Linked DNA regions of Ovis aries: region 1 is linked to region 2. Evidence: chromatin contacts called from public Hi-C data. All regions are on one chromosome and are shown on one strand. Each heading gives the region's core, a stretch centred on a gene start, on an enhancer-like site or on the middle of the called end of the contact. The rest is flanking DNA. Distances are from core to core; before and after follow the strand shown. Region 1 overlaps PTK2 (protein tyrosine kinase 2). Region 2 has its middle 30 kb from the start of PTK2.

Evidence for each region. Hi-C and Micro-C count contacts between places; a contact is called where the count stands out from the background.
Region 1: a contact with region 2 is called in a Hi-C map of omental adipose tissue, with 3 times the contacts expected there. The contact joins two enhancer-like sites. A contact is called at or near these places in 4 of 16 Hi-C or Micro-C datasets (blood, muscle, omental adipose tissue and 1 more).

The regions. Positions count from the first base shown.
Region 1 is chr9:15,963,290-15,970,422 of ARS-UI_Ramb_v3.0, reverse strand. PTK2 (protein tyrosine kinase 2) reads right to left here. Exons shown (of 35, transcript XM_060419975.1): 35 at 3,398-4,590. The coding sequence ends at 4,378. Among named protein-coding and RNA genes, the nearest start is that of AGO2, 18 kb to the left of the region's middle. Within about 2 kb of position 5,467, at least 2 of the 54 cell types and tissues checked have an H3K27ac peak or open chromatin away from gene starts, as enhancers often do.
Region 2 is chr9:15,743,062-15,749,984 of ARS-UI_Ramb_v3.0, reverse strand. No RefSeq gene overlaps it. Among named protein-coding and RNA genes, the nearest start is that of PTK2, 30 kb to the left of the region's middle. Within about 2 kb of position 5,419, at least 15 of the 54 cell types and tissues checked have an H3K27ac peak or open chromatin away from gene starts, as enhancers often do.

The sequences.
Region 1 (7,133 bases), core at 4,218-6,717, 220 kb before region 2:
CCCCGCATAGAGAGGCTGAGCTGAGCCTGCCTCCTCTGAGGGTGCCCGCTCTCTGGTCCGCGAGGACCAGCACCATTCCAGGCAGGGGCAGGCACTGGCCCACTGAGGATACAGGGTGAATGACTGCGCACGTGTGAAGCCAGCCACCGACAACTGCAGAGTCCATGTGCCGCCACGTGGACGGGCCTAGAGATGATCGCTCTAAGTGAGCTAAGTCAGACAGGGAAGACCAACACCGTGCGACAGCAGGTACATGTGGGATCCCCCGAAATGATACAAATGGACTTATTTACAGAACAGAAACAGACTCACAGACTTGAGAACAAAGTTACGGTCTCCAAAGGGGAGATCGATTAGGAATTTGGGATGAATAGAGACACACTGCGGCTGCTCCTGCTAAGTCACTTCAGTCGTGTCCAACTCTGTGCGACCCCACAGACGGCAGCCCACCAGGCTCCCCCGTCCCTGGGATTCTCCAGGCAAGAACACTGGAGTGGGTTGCCATTTCCCCCTCCAATGCATGAAAGTGAAGAGTGAACGTGAAGTTGCTCAGTCATGTCCGACTCTTAGCGACCCCATGGACTGCAGCCTACCAGGCTCCTCTGTCCATGGGATTTTCCAGGCAAAAGTGCTGGAGTAGACAACAAGGACCCACTGTTATCTGTTAGTTATACTCAGTATCTTATAGTAAACTGTGATGAAAAAGAATCTGAAAAAGAACACATATATAGTGATAAAAGAATCTGCCCGGCCAATGCAGGAGATGTGGGTTTGATCCCTGGGTCAGAAAGATCCCCTGGAGGAGGAAGTGGCAACCTTCTGCAGTATTCTTGCCTGGAAAATCCCATGGACAGAGAAGTCTGACAGGCTACAGTTCATGGGGTCAAAAAAGAGACACAACTTAGTGTCTAAAAAATAACAATGTGTGTGTATCTACGGAATCACTCGGTTGTACACCTGAAACAATGTAAATCAACCATACTTCAATTAAAAAAGGTAGAACAGAAAACACTGTGTGCATACCCATGTTAAGGAAGAATAAGAAAATTTCAAAACAAGAGCATCAGAAACATAGAACAGGAATACACTAACAAAAGATATTTAAGACCTCTATTCACACTGAAAACAGCAACGCATTACTGAAATCAAAAATTTAAAGAAACAGAGATATATTAAGTTCACATTTTTGAAGACAAAATTCTCCTCAAACTGACCTATAAAGTCCATGAAGTTCCAATGACAGTAATTCTTTCACTGAATTTTTGGGTACGATGACACTGGGGTACAGTTAAGAAAGTACACAGCCATGTCCCAGACTGGGAGAAAATGTGTGGAAAACAAGAATCTAACAGAGATGTGTATCCAGGACACCCGTGAATTCCTACTGCCCAGGGGCAGAATGACAAACGGCCTGATTTTAAATAGGGCGAAATATCTGAGCAGAGACTTCCCAAAAAAGATATATAAATGCCCACTAAGTACAGGAAGCGACTGTTCGACATTATCGCACATGAACACAAATTAAAATGAGTGAACACATTCACTAGAAAGTCTGAAAGCGTAAGAGACTGATAATACCAAATCCTGGTGAGAAGGCGGAGCAGCAGGAAGCCGTGCATGTTTCTGGCTGGGGTGGAAAACGGTTTCTACACGGTAAACAGACTGGCAGTTCTTAATAAAGTTCACACTTAGCATAAGTTCCAGAAATTTCACTCATAGCTGTCTGCCCATGAGAAGTGAAAACACACGTATGTATGTATGATAACACACGTATGTTTGTATGTAAACATCCACGGCGGCTTCATTCATAGTAACCAGAGACTGGGAGTTCCCTGGTGGTTCAGAGGTTAGGACTCCATGCTCCCGATGCAAAGGGCACGGGTTCCATCCCGGTCAGGGAACTCGGACCTCACATGCCACGTGGTGCAGCCAAAAAAAGAACTGGGAACTGAAAACAACTCAGATGTCTCTTCCACCAATAGGTGAACTAGCTGTGAGGCTGTCAGACCACGAAGCATCATCAGAAATAGAACGAACCCTGATGAACAGCGACAGGAGTATCCTAAATCACAGTTCTGAGGAAAGAAGCCAGGGACCTAAGGGCAAGACATGCAGGGCAAGACCAGCTCTCCGGTTCGGGAGACCCAGCCAGCCGCTGCCTCAGGGGTGTGGGGACCGGCTGCACGGGGGGGCTGGATGTGCTCGTCTGAAGACAGTGCTCCAGTCATTCCCTCAGCGGGCTGACAGTGCGCGGTTATGTCTCAGTAGAGTCGAGAAGGAAAACGGGGCTGTAACCGCTCTCTAGAGGCAGTGGCTGGGGGGCGGGGGGCTGGGACTTTGGGGTGCTGTCCTGCTCCCGAGTCTGGGTGTCAGTGACACCAGCGTGCTCCTTTGTGAAGAATTCAATAACCTCAATGTATTTGTGCCCTTTTCTCCGTCTAAATTACTCAATTAAAATAGCGTTAAAACACACGCATTTGGAGACAGACGGAGGGTGACGTTGTGAGCAGGTGTGTGTTCACTTCTTTCACTGCTTCTCCTGCCCAGTGTGGACCAGCGTCAAACTGCCTGGTCAGGCAGCGATTGCCTGCAGCACAGTGAGGCTGAGTCCCAGGACAGGCCTTCCGACCTCAGGGCCCCGAGCCGCTGCCCAACACATCCACTGTCTGTCTCCACCCACTCTCACAAACAAGATGGATCTCCTGACCGACAGGACCTCTCCAGACTCACCTGCAGCGTGTGGTGCTGGAGGGACGGAGAGTCAGGCCAGGCGGTGGAGGACAAGCACTGCAGCCGGGCTCACAGCCCCGCAGCTGAACCCGAGATGCAGGCAGGGCAGCTCACTGACCACCCCAGCGTGTTGTATTCAACCTTACAATCACCAGCTTAAAGATGAGGACGCGGGGACTCAAGATCCCAACAAAGACTTGGGAGGGCCACATCCCCGACCTTCCTTCCAGGTGCGGAGGCCCAGAGGGAGGGGCCGCGCCCCGGCCTTCGGGTCCCTGCACTGGGAGCTGGGCTCTGCCTCCCCCCTCAGGGTCCCCGGTGGTACAAACCCCAGTCTGGCGGCCCAAAGGCTCCAGGAGATGAGGCTGGGCCTGGGGCCTCATGCTGATGGTCTCAAGAGAGCAAGATTCCCGACTCTGCTAACCAGGTAGCAAGCACGGCACGCCTGCAGAGCTTGATTTCCCATTTCACCGTGAAGATGGAGGGAAAGCTTGACTTAGGCTGGGCAGTTCTTCTGAGTGGTGTTCTTGACTTGTCAAGAGGACAGAGAGTAAAATGAATAATTTTGGGGAGCTTGTCTGTATATTACTTGATCTGACAAGTCATCTGAGAAATTTCAAATGATCTAAAGGAACAGAACCAAAAGAAAGGATATTACGCCAAGAACTTTACTGGCAACACCTTTTTAATAGGTCAAAGTAACTGTACAGTTCATTATATTCTTCCTGAGAATAATTTATATCCCCCAACAAACTAAAGGGAGGGTGTATTTTTCAAAATTATTTAACAGAATGGATGGTAAAACTGGACATCAAAGGAAAACCAAATCTCTGTTTCGCCCAATTCTCTCCTGGGAAGACAGACACAATGAAGGGTTAGTTAACTCCAGTGGCTGTAAAATAGTCAACATGGCTTTAATCTTTCTTTATAAATTATATAAAAATGGAAAACAGGGATGGTTCCAGAACTTCTTCTCAATGCAGTTTGGAGGTGCTCTGGTACAAAGCATTTCTGCTTCCGAGAGAAATAACATCGCTACAAAAAACTGGCACGTTATTCTGGTGAAAAAAGACAAAAGTTTTTAGTGTGTTCTACAGCTAGTTTCCAACCAAATGTTTCACACACCCACATGAAAGTAAAAGGCAGGAAGGAGGACAGGGTTGTAGTTTTTTTTTTTTTCTGAAATGACTCAAGTCTTCAAAATATAGCTTTTATATTCTTCCTCTGTAAAGTGGTATTAGCATATTGCAACTGAAGAGTGTTCTGACGACAAAAATTCCAGTCTGGATCGCAAGTCTGCGGTTGGCAAAGGGCTTCTCAGCCCCGTGGTTCCTGGAACCCTCCGCTTCCTCCTCTTCTTCCAAAGCAAGGTCTGGCCAGTTCAGGAATCAGCACGTCACCGCCTTGGCCATTTCCACGAAAGCATATCCTGACACAAGCGCAGCCTGTCCTTCATCATTCTTTAAGAGCTTCTCACAAAAACGCCACACTGTGGATCCCGGACTTTTCTGAACACCATGATTAAAGAGCCGAAACAAAAACAACCCAAATCAAAACGCAGTTAAACTTATGTGAGATTTCCAAGCAGCCGTCAGTCAAAACGTTGGCACTGGGCCTCGCGGCGGGTGGGGCAGGGGTGGGCCGCGCTCAGTGCGGCCTCGGCTGCCCCAGGGCCTTCAGTCTGGCCTGATCGATGACGTCGAGCAGGTTCTTGGCGTCCACGGCCAGCGCGTGAGCAGCCGTCAGCATCTGTTTCTTGTACTCCTGCTGCAGGCTGGTCATGACGTACTGCTGGGCCAGTTTCATCTTGTTGATGAGCTCCCCCAGGTCAGAGTTCAGCAGCTTCTGGGCCATCTCGATCTGCAAGGACAAGAGGGTCAGGAAAGCTGCCTGTGGTCACTGCTCAGGGGTCTTAGGCGCTCTTCTTAGCTGCCTCCTAAGAAAGAGGCTCTCTTCCCTGGAAAGAAGACAGAACTGGGTCTCTACCTCCAGGCCTGCATGCCTCTACTGCACCTGCCGTAGGACCTTCCTTTGCTACACGGAAGGTGGTTCACGGGTGTCAGGAGGCCCCGCCCCACTTGGATGTCAACTCCAGACCCTTCCAAACAGATCAGTGGGCGAAGTGGGGGTCGCCGTGATCTATCTACCTGCTCTTTACACAGTCAGCGAGCACTTTTGTGTACAAGGCCCCCGGAGCTGTGGACACAGAGATGATCAGAGAAACTACCCCACAGAGACGGACCCGGAGAAGAGCAGGTCACAGCTCTGAAGAGCAACAGAGATGCCACGGGGGGCGCGTCCCAGCAGCTGGCTGGGACCTCACCCGCTCGCTGGCTTCCACCGTGAAGGGCCTCATGGGCCCCCCGCTCACCGTGCTCCTGTGAAACGCAGTAGGGGGAGGCCCGAGGGGTTTCAGGAAGGGGAATGCCATAACCCAGAAGGGGCGCTAGTGTGTGAAGGGACTGAACCGAGGTGGGGAGAGCTTGGAGGCTGCGCAAGCAGCTGAGAGAGGCTGTGGTCCCTCAGGGAAGAGGGGCGAGGCCACGATGATGGAGAAGCAAGGCCTAACCTGAAACGTGACAGCAGACTCTGCGTGCGTGTGTGCGTGCGTGTATGCGTACATGCGTGGTTCATGCTGGGCAGGGTGGTGGGTGCACACTGGTCCCACTGACAACCGCAGGAAGAGCGTGCGGTAGGGGCAGACTCCCGCCGAGAGCCGGCGCCCGGGGCTCAGGGCTAGGGCCACTGACAGCAGGGGGGCGGCCCTGAAACATCGCGAGCTGTAGGTGTTGAGAGAACTGCGGTGGAGAAAAGGTGTCTGTGAACACTCGGGGGCACCTTGGGGTGGTCACACTCAGGGCAGCAGAGAAGAGCTGCAGGGGGTGGCAAGCAAGGTCGGAGGGAGGGAGGTTCTGAAATCTGGGGGTCTCACCAGGGAGTCAGGACTTGGGGTGGCCTCCGGGCCCCCTGGCAGGAGAAGTAGAGAAACGCTAACACTGGGTCCAGAGGGACCTGGCCAGGTAGACGGGTGGGAAGGCGGGAGGAAGCAGGAGAGCAGGAGGCAGGGAGCGTGCGCAGGAGAGCCAGCGACAAGGCGGGGCCGTGGCAGGCCTGGCAGCTACGGCTGCGGTCAGACCTGGTCACGCTCAGTCGGTAGAGAATCTGCTTGCAATGCAGGAGACTCGGGTTCAACCCCTGGATGGGGAAGATCCCCGGGAGAAGGGAATGGCCACCCAGTCCAATGTTCTTGCCTGGAGAATTTCCATGGACACAGGAGCCTGGCGGGCTACTGTTTCCTCACTTCTGGTACCTGGAGTTTCCTCATTCTGGTGCAAAATTGTTAATTGCAGAAAACCAATTAAAGTTCTAATAAAGCAGACAAAGGCGCTAATCTCCTAACTGGAGAGAAACATAAAGCTACACGGTGACAACTGGGCAGAACCATTTTTCAAAATGACGTTAAGTGGTGTCGTGCAAGGGGATCGATGTCACATACAGAAGACCCGCGCAGGAGCTGTGCCCAGCTGCTCCGTGTGTCCTGACACTGGCTGGGCGGGCTGCCCAGGACATGGCCTCCCGAGGGGATGCAGCGGGGAGGGGGGACCCGGAGCCTCGTGGCCTGGTCCCATCGTGGGAGACAGCGAGCACCTGAGCAGCTGGCCCAGGAGAAACACAGAGACACGCTGGTGTCAGGGGCCCCGTGAGCCCTGGGCTGTAGCCCACCAGAGGGAGAAGCTGGAACATGACCCTGTCAGTCGGTGTGAAACCCCAGTAGTGGTGACTGTGCCGAGTAAGAGAACAGCCCCGCCATCAGGGAAGGTGAGCGGAAACACCACAGGCAGGGGCATGACAAGCACAGCCCCTCCCAGGGGGCACCAGAGATGCAGATGCTGGTGAGCAGACACAGAGAGACTGCAAACATGGCCCAATGGGGCAGGCGGCAGACTGGGGCGGGGGGACCTGAAAACTCATGGTGCTGTTCTGGAAACTTTCTATAAGTCTGAAATCACTTCAAAATAAAAAGTAAAGAAAAAAAAAACTAAGAAAACAAAAGCAAGGCCTGCTGGGCTGCAGGACAGACCATGGGCCATCAGAGAGAAAGCAGCAAAGTGGACGCAGGAGACGGGGGTGGCGAGGCGAGGGAAGTGAGCAGGGCCAGGTGTGGGCTGCAGACGCTAAACTTACTTACTGGTCACAGGTTTTCATAGCACTGCTTTCAGTGGGAATTTGGGGTTGCTCACAGAGGAACTCGAGGAAGCGAGCAGGAGGCCTCTCTCAGCCCAGCCCGCTGCTCCGTCCATGCTCCCGAGGACTCCACGGGGCCCTCAGTCCCACACCCATGCTCCCACCTGCCCTCAGGACGCCCTGTTCTTCAGGGCACGGGCGCCATTCACCCCACGCGG
Region 2 (6,923 bases), core at 4,170-6,669:
AGGGCATGTCTGTAATCACGGTGTAATTACCTTGCCTCCTAATTGGTAGCAGACACAGGCCTGCGGGTATGGAAACTCCCCAGTGAGCTGGCTCCAAACAGATGAGGCAGAAGGTGCAGGCGGCCAGGAGTGTGTGGAGAATGAAGGAAGGGGGTGAGCTCTGCTGGGGCTCCGCCCTGGCCAGCCCAGAGCCCAGATCCTCATGCTCAAGATCTCTGATCCTGTGAGGGGTGTGCACTCAAAGCTGTCTCCTCTGTGAAGCCCTCCCGGACTGCTCCCACAGGCACAGTCTTGCGCCACCTTCACCAGAACCAGTTGCCTTATTTTGTGGTGTGTGGTCCTTGTGCTTGTCTCCCCATAAGACCAGCGACTTTTGGTGGGCAGGGGCCTAACACAGAGTCGTGAAAGAATGAATGACGGAAGGGACGAATGCATGGCCACCTTTGGGTCTGGGGCCTAGCTTGCGGGATGTACTTCCACAGGAGGTGGAGGGCCGGGGGAAGGCAGCCTCTCTGGGGCTTTGCCATGACTGTCTCAAGGCGCAGAAGCACCTCAGGGTCATCGGATGTTCATTTTCTTCTCACCCCTGGTGGCTCAGATAGTAAAGAATCTGCCTGCAATGCAGGAGACCCGGGCTCAGTCTCTGGGTGGGGAAGATTTGCTAGAGAAGGGAATAGCAACCCACTTCAGTACTCTTGCCTGGAGAATCCCATAGACAGAGGAGCCTGGCAGGTTACAGTCCATGAGGTCGCAAAGGGTTGGACACAACTGAGCGACTAACACTTTCACTTTTTCTTTTCAGTAATAACAATGACACACATTCTTGGTAAAATTCAGATAGTCCCAGAACTGTGCAAAGAGAGTGCTACACACCGTTCTTTCCTCCCAACCCTGCCCCGGTTCTGTCTTCAGAGGCGACCTCTGCTGGACCTACTTGTCTTCAGTGGAAAGTCTGGGGAGACCGATGGGTCTGACCGGTTCTGCTCCCCACTTGAGATGGGTCCAGCTTGCAAGAGGGGCTCCGAGGTGCATATATAACACTGTTTGCCTTGGCCCGTGTATCCCTCTCAGCGCTGCCTGTGCCCCAGCTGGCCGGCCCCATGGCCAAGGGCTTCTGGGCATAACCTGCTCCTTCTCTCCAGGTGGCTGGTGCAGAGTCTGCTCGTGGCCAGTGACCTTGCCTCCTGGACCCTTGGTCTCTTCATCTGTAGCTCCTCAAACTAACTGCCAGGGTGGTTGCTGGGGCTGAGAGGCACTGGGATTAACGCCCCGCTCAGACCTTGATAAATATCCATCTTTTACTCCCTTTTCCCACCTTGAGCCCGCCTGTGACCTATGATGGGCTTGGAAGTAGCAGGCCTGCTGGTGCTTCAAGTCTCGAGGTATGGATGAATGCGTGCGTTTACAGAAGCCTCCTGAACCCAGCGACGGTTTCAGTTCAGTTCAGTGGCTCAGTCGTGTCGGACTCTTTGCGACCCCATGGCCTGCAGCCCTGTCCATCACCAACTCCCAGTGCTTGCTCAGACTCGGGTCCATCGAGTCGGTGATGCCATCCAACGATGGTGATAGTCTGTCACCTGTTGATTCCACGCTGGACCCTCGGGGAACAGAGCCCGGTGAGCTGGGACCAGGGAGGAAGCTGTTGTCGGCCACAGAGGAGTGAGATCTGTGCTGGGAGGTGTGAGCGGCAACGGTGAGCAGAAGCAGCCTGCCTGCGTGAGTCCGTGTGAACGTGGGAGGGTGGCCTGATGGACGTACACCTCCCCATCTCCCCTGCCTCTTTCCTGCCTCCCTCCCTCCTTTCCCACCTTGTGTCTTCACTGAGCATCTGCCTGGCCTATGGGCTGGAGGTTCAGGAAAAAGCCGACATGGAAGTTTGTATCCCTAAGACCTCCCAGTCCCATGGGAGCGTCAGGTCCATGTGCAACAAGGAAATGGCTGTGATGAAGGCGGGTGTGGGAGGCAGCGGGAGCCTCGAGACTCAAGGAAGCCAGGACGAGGAAGGGCATTGCAGATGGAGGGAACTGCAGGCACAGAGGCTGGAACCAGCCCGCCTGGCCTGCAAACTGCCCAGGACTCTTCCCTGTGAGCAGTGATGAGGAGTCTGGCCAGTCCATTGGGGAGGTTGGGGGTGGGTGTCTGGAGCTCTTGCTCCAGGAAGGGGCTGGGCTGGAGTTGGGGGACTCACGTCCGGGACCCTCTACTTCCTTGACCTCCTGTGCTCCCTGGCTGCTTGGGGAGGAAGTAGCCAGGCCTCAGCTGACAGAAGGAGGCTTTGATGTTGGAGAAGGGAGTGAGGAAGGAGGGGCTGGGGTGAAGTTCTGGATGCGTTTCAGGAATCTGCTCCTCCTCCTCCGACACCATGGCAACCAGGCGCAGCTGGGGGATCTGCCTGCGGGGGTGGGAGCCTTGGAGCTGCTTGCATGGGGGTGAGCTGGGCTGGGGGCAAAGACCTCTTGCTCTCACTTCCAGCCCTCCCAGCCCAGGGAGAGGGAGAGGGCAACTCTGGGGGCTGGGCATGCCGCTCTCCCTGTCTGAGCCTCAGTTTTGGGGTCTGTAATATGGGGGTAACAATGCAGTATCCAGCCCAGGTCCTCTGGGAAGCAGACATCCCAGCAGGGTTAATCAGAAGAGCACCCTGAGTGGCCCTCCCCTTCCCTGAATCTCAATGTTCAGGGCGGGGGGGGGGGGCATCGTCATCGGGGAGACCTTGAGCCATGTGGCCACGCAGAGGTCTCCACACCCGTTGGGCTCATCTCTGAGGCCCAGGAGCCCAGGGGAGACAGGGTGTGGCTTGAATGGAGCGCTGGGGTTCAGAGAGGGCAGGCGGGTCCCGCTAGGCCCACAGTTGGAGGTCTGAGTGGGGGTCTCCTGGGCGCCCCACTGCCCAGATCTGTCCCCCTGGCCAGAGTACTGGAGCTGAGGAGATGGGATAGGGGTGAGCCCTGTGTCTGTCCCAGGGCTGCTGAACGAATGCCCGAGACTGACTTAAAAAGCCAGAAATTCATCCTTTGGAGGTTGGAATCTGAAATCAAGGTGCCAGCAGGACCCAGTTCTCTCTGGAAGCTTCCAGGGCACGGTCCTTCCTGCCCCTCCCTGCTCTGGTGGCTCCCCATGTCGCATGGCTGAGGCCACCTCACTTGAGTCTCTGCCTCTGTCCTCACGTGGCCTCCTCCCGGGTCTCTGTCCCTCCTCTTCTTACAAGGACGCTGGTCCCTGGATCCAGCTCCCACCCCACCCGCTCTGACCTCACCTTAACCACTGACATCTGCCAAGGCTATTTCCAAATACAGTCACATGCTGCGGTTCTGGGTGATCATGAATTGTGGGGGCACACTCTTCAACCTACTACAAGCCTCATTTGGGCAGCATGGGTGGGAGCCCCAGGCCAGTGTGAAGCCAGGGTCCTGGGGAGGGGCCCTTGGGGTAATGATCAGGGGTCCCAGAAGGTGCGCTGGAGCCTGTTTCTTGAGGTGGGAGTGGGTCAGTGTGTGTCTGCGTGGAAAGAACTGGCAGACAGAAGGTGGGACTGAGCCAGGAGGGTCCCTGTCCCCACCTCCCCACCCTGCCACACACACTCATACACAACCACACACACATGTACACACACACAACCACACATGTACACACACGTACACACATGCGCGCACATGAACACACACAACCACACATGTACACATACATGCACACATATGTACATGTACACACACCCATGTGCACATCTACACACATGTATACACATGCGCGTGTGCACACACACACACACACAGAGGCACACAGGGCAGTGTCATTTCCCATTTTGCCCGCGATGGCCAGGGCCTCCCTCCTGCTGTTCCTGGAGGCTCCTCCCAGGCCCCAGCGAGTGACCCTGAGGCCCAGCATGACCCTGGGCCCCAGAAATGTGGGTGCTTCCCCTGGACAGGGGGTGGGTGAGAAGGGGTGTGGCCCCCCAGGCTACCCTCCTGGAGCCGCAGTTGCCTCCTCAGTGAGAAAGGGTAACACTGTGAGGGGTTGGAGGCTCCGCAGGGTGACTGGGGGTGACTCCAGTCCGGAAGCAGCCCTGCTCCAGGAGGGATGAGGGCCCTGTGAAGAAGCTGGGGACCCCCAATGCGGGGGCTGAGCAGGCAGAGCCCTGGGTGCAGCCCCTCGCCCTGGGGAAGGCCGGAGCCCCTCTGTGAGCCTGGCTCAAGGGAATCTGGCCTCCTGGTCCCACCAGCTCTGCACACACACTCACACACTCACTTGCACATGTAGATGCCCTGTTACACTTATTTTCACATGGAAGGCTTACACACGCAACCACACACACTCACACTGACCACTCCCTGGGATCATTCAGCCAGACCTCCTGGCAGCAAGTACAGAAACTTCTCAGAGGCCCGGCCTCCCCTCCCCTCCCCCTCTCCCAGCCCCTCCAATGCTCCTCCCCCTTCCCGTCTCCCTTTCCCTCCCCAGCCCCTCCACTGCCCCCCTTCCCCTCCCCAGCCCTTCCTCCAGCCCCTCCCCAGTCCCTCCCCCAGCCCCTCCCCCTGCTCTCCACCCAACCCCACCCCAGCCCCTCCCCATCTCCTCCCCAGTCCTTCCCCAGCCCCTCCCCCTCCCCAGCCCCTCCCCCAGTCCCTCCCCCAGTCCCTCCCCATCTCCTCCCCAGCCCCTCCCCCTGCTCTCCTCCCCAGCCCCTCCAGCTCTCCCCTTCTTCTTCGGGGCCTCTCCGGCCCTCCCGCCCTCCTCCTGCCCCAGTTTCCGGTCTTCCCAGTGGAACTCAGAACAGGCAGCTCCCGGCCCACCCCACTGCCTCCCTTCCTCCTCCCTTTCCAGGAAGGTCTGGGAACCAGGCGAAATGAGTCAGGTGGAGCCCCCGTGAAGCTGGGCAGACGTGGACTGCACACAGTAGGGTCACAGGAGTCCAGCTCCCGGCTGCCAGGCCCCTCCCAGGCCAAGTTCATTTGGGGAGGCCCGGGGCACCCCAGGTTCTCACCTGGCCTCCCACAGCCTCCCTACACCCAGCGCCCCCTGCACAGCCGCCCTCCCCTGGCCCCGGGCCCCCCTCCCCGTCAGCGCTAACAATGACAGCAGCCCCCACCAGGGCCCACCGCTCAGCCCCAGGCGCACTGTCTGGGTCCTGAGACGCTCTCCTTGGTTCCTGTGCTGGAAGGCAGTGGCCAGGGCGGGCGGCCTGTGAAATCCAGACCAGGGTCCCGCTCCCCACCCACCTGGAGCTGCACTCTCCTAGCAAACAGATACTCCGCCTCCTGACTGCCGAGTGGGGACCTGTGTGCAGGCCTAACCACTGACAGTTTGGAGATATTGGGGTGCTGGGTCAGAGCAGGCCTCGGCTTGGCCCAGCAAAGGGAGCCCCTCCCTCACCCTGGCACCTAGGAGTCTGCCTGTCCCGGCAGCTGGTGCCCTTGGCAGGGCCACGCCCTGGTGAGTTGGAGGCCTCGCGTGGAGACTGCCTCCCTTTCCTCTCCATCTGTGGCTCAGATGACGAAGGACCATTATTTATTCTTTGGCTTCCGCTTGCCTGCTGCTCTGGCAGATTTTTTTTTTTCTTTTTTACCTTGAAAAGAAGATCGATTCTGGATCCTGCACAAACCACCCAGCTGACTTCCTGCACTAACTGAGGAGAGATGGTGCCCGGTGGAGCTGACAGCCTGCTCCCTGGAGGAGCCACAGCTCCCGCAGGGGAGGAGAGGGCGGGATCCGCAGCCGAGAGGGTCCCCACGCATTCTGAGCCCCGATCTCGTTCCCAGGGCCGGCTGCCTGCTGCCCCTGGAGGACCCCTGCGGCCTCTTACTAAGTTGCCCTTGGCCGACCTCTCTGTTGCTGGTCACCAAGAGAGGCCTGACCAAGGAGACTGCCGATGGCCGCTGGAGGGTCCAGAGGCTTCTCTGTCCCCCACCTGGACTGCACTGGCCTTTTCACTGGTCCTTCTGTCTCCCCTCTGGCCCCCTCCAGTCCCTCTCCAGCCCGAGGCCATAGGGAAGGTTCCAAGCCCAGCCCTGGCCTCTACACCCCGCTGTGTTCAGCCCGCCAGTGGTTCTCCATGACTAGCAGCCTCTGCATGCCCCCTCTGGAGCCTCCCCCTGGGGCAGCAATTCTGAACGCCCTGCGCCTCTGCCCACCCTTTCATGCCTCTGGGCCTCCGTTCATGCGGTTCCTTCTGACGGAACACCTTTCCTGTCCTCCTCACCTCCTTGCCCATCATCAGCACCTACCTGTCCTCGCAGCCGGGGCCGCTCCTACAGGGCGTAAGGCAGGATGGTGAGTGTGACACCACCTGTGTGCTCACCCCAGCTCTGCCCCTGTACTGTGCGATCTCAGGCAAGCTCCCATACCTCTCTGTGTCTCGGTTCCTCATGGGTACACGTGAGGAGGACTACCCCCGCCGGCTGCCAGGCGGCTGCGGTGAGTTAGGCGTGTGTTTGCACGTGGGCAGCTCTGCAGAGCACCAGGTGTTGTTACCATCAGAGCCCGCAGCCTGTGGCCCTGGGAGATGATGGCTCCGACGGGATGCCCCCGGAGGCAGACCCTGGCTTCCCCCAGCACTATGCCCAGGGCCTGGTCCTGAGGCCAGCGGCACCCCAGAGCTCAACTGGGACCTGTCCACACATGGCAAGGGGGATGGGCCTAGGGCAGCGCAGTGACCACCTGACTCCAAACCAGTTTTCAGCCTCCCATCCCCTCCCCACCTGCCAACCGTAACTGTTGCAGTTTCCACCCCCACAGCCCACCCATCTCCAGTCTCTCCTGATGCAGCAGGGAGCGGCGTCCCCTGGTGGCTGGTGCTCCTTACTGCAGAAGGTTTTCACCAATGAATGAGGACCTTGGCCAGATATCCTCATTCCATAGGTAAGAACCAGGCCTTAGAGCCGCCAGCTCACACTCAGTTGGAAAGTGGCAGAGCCTGGGTTTGGAATCAG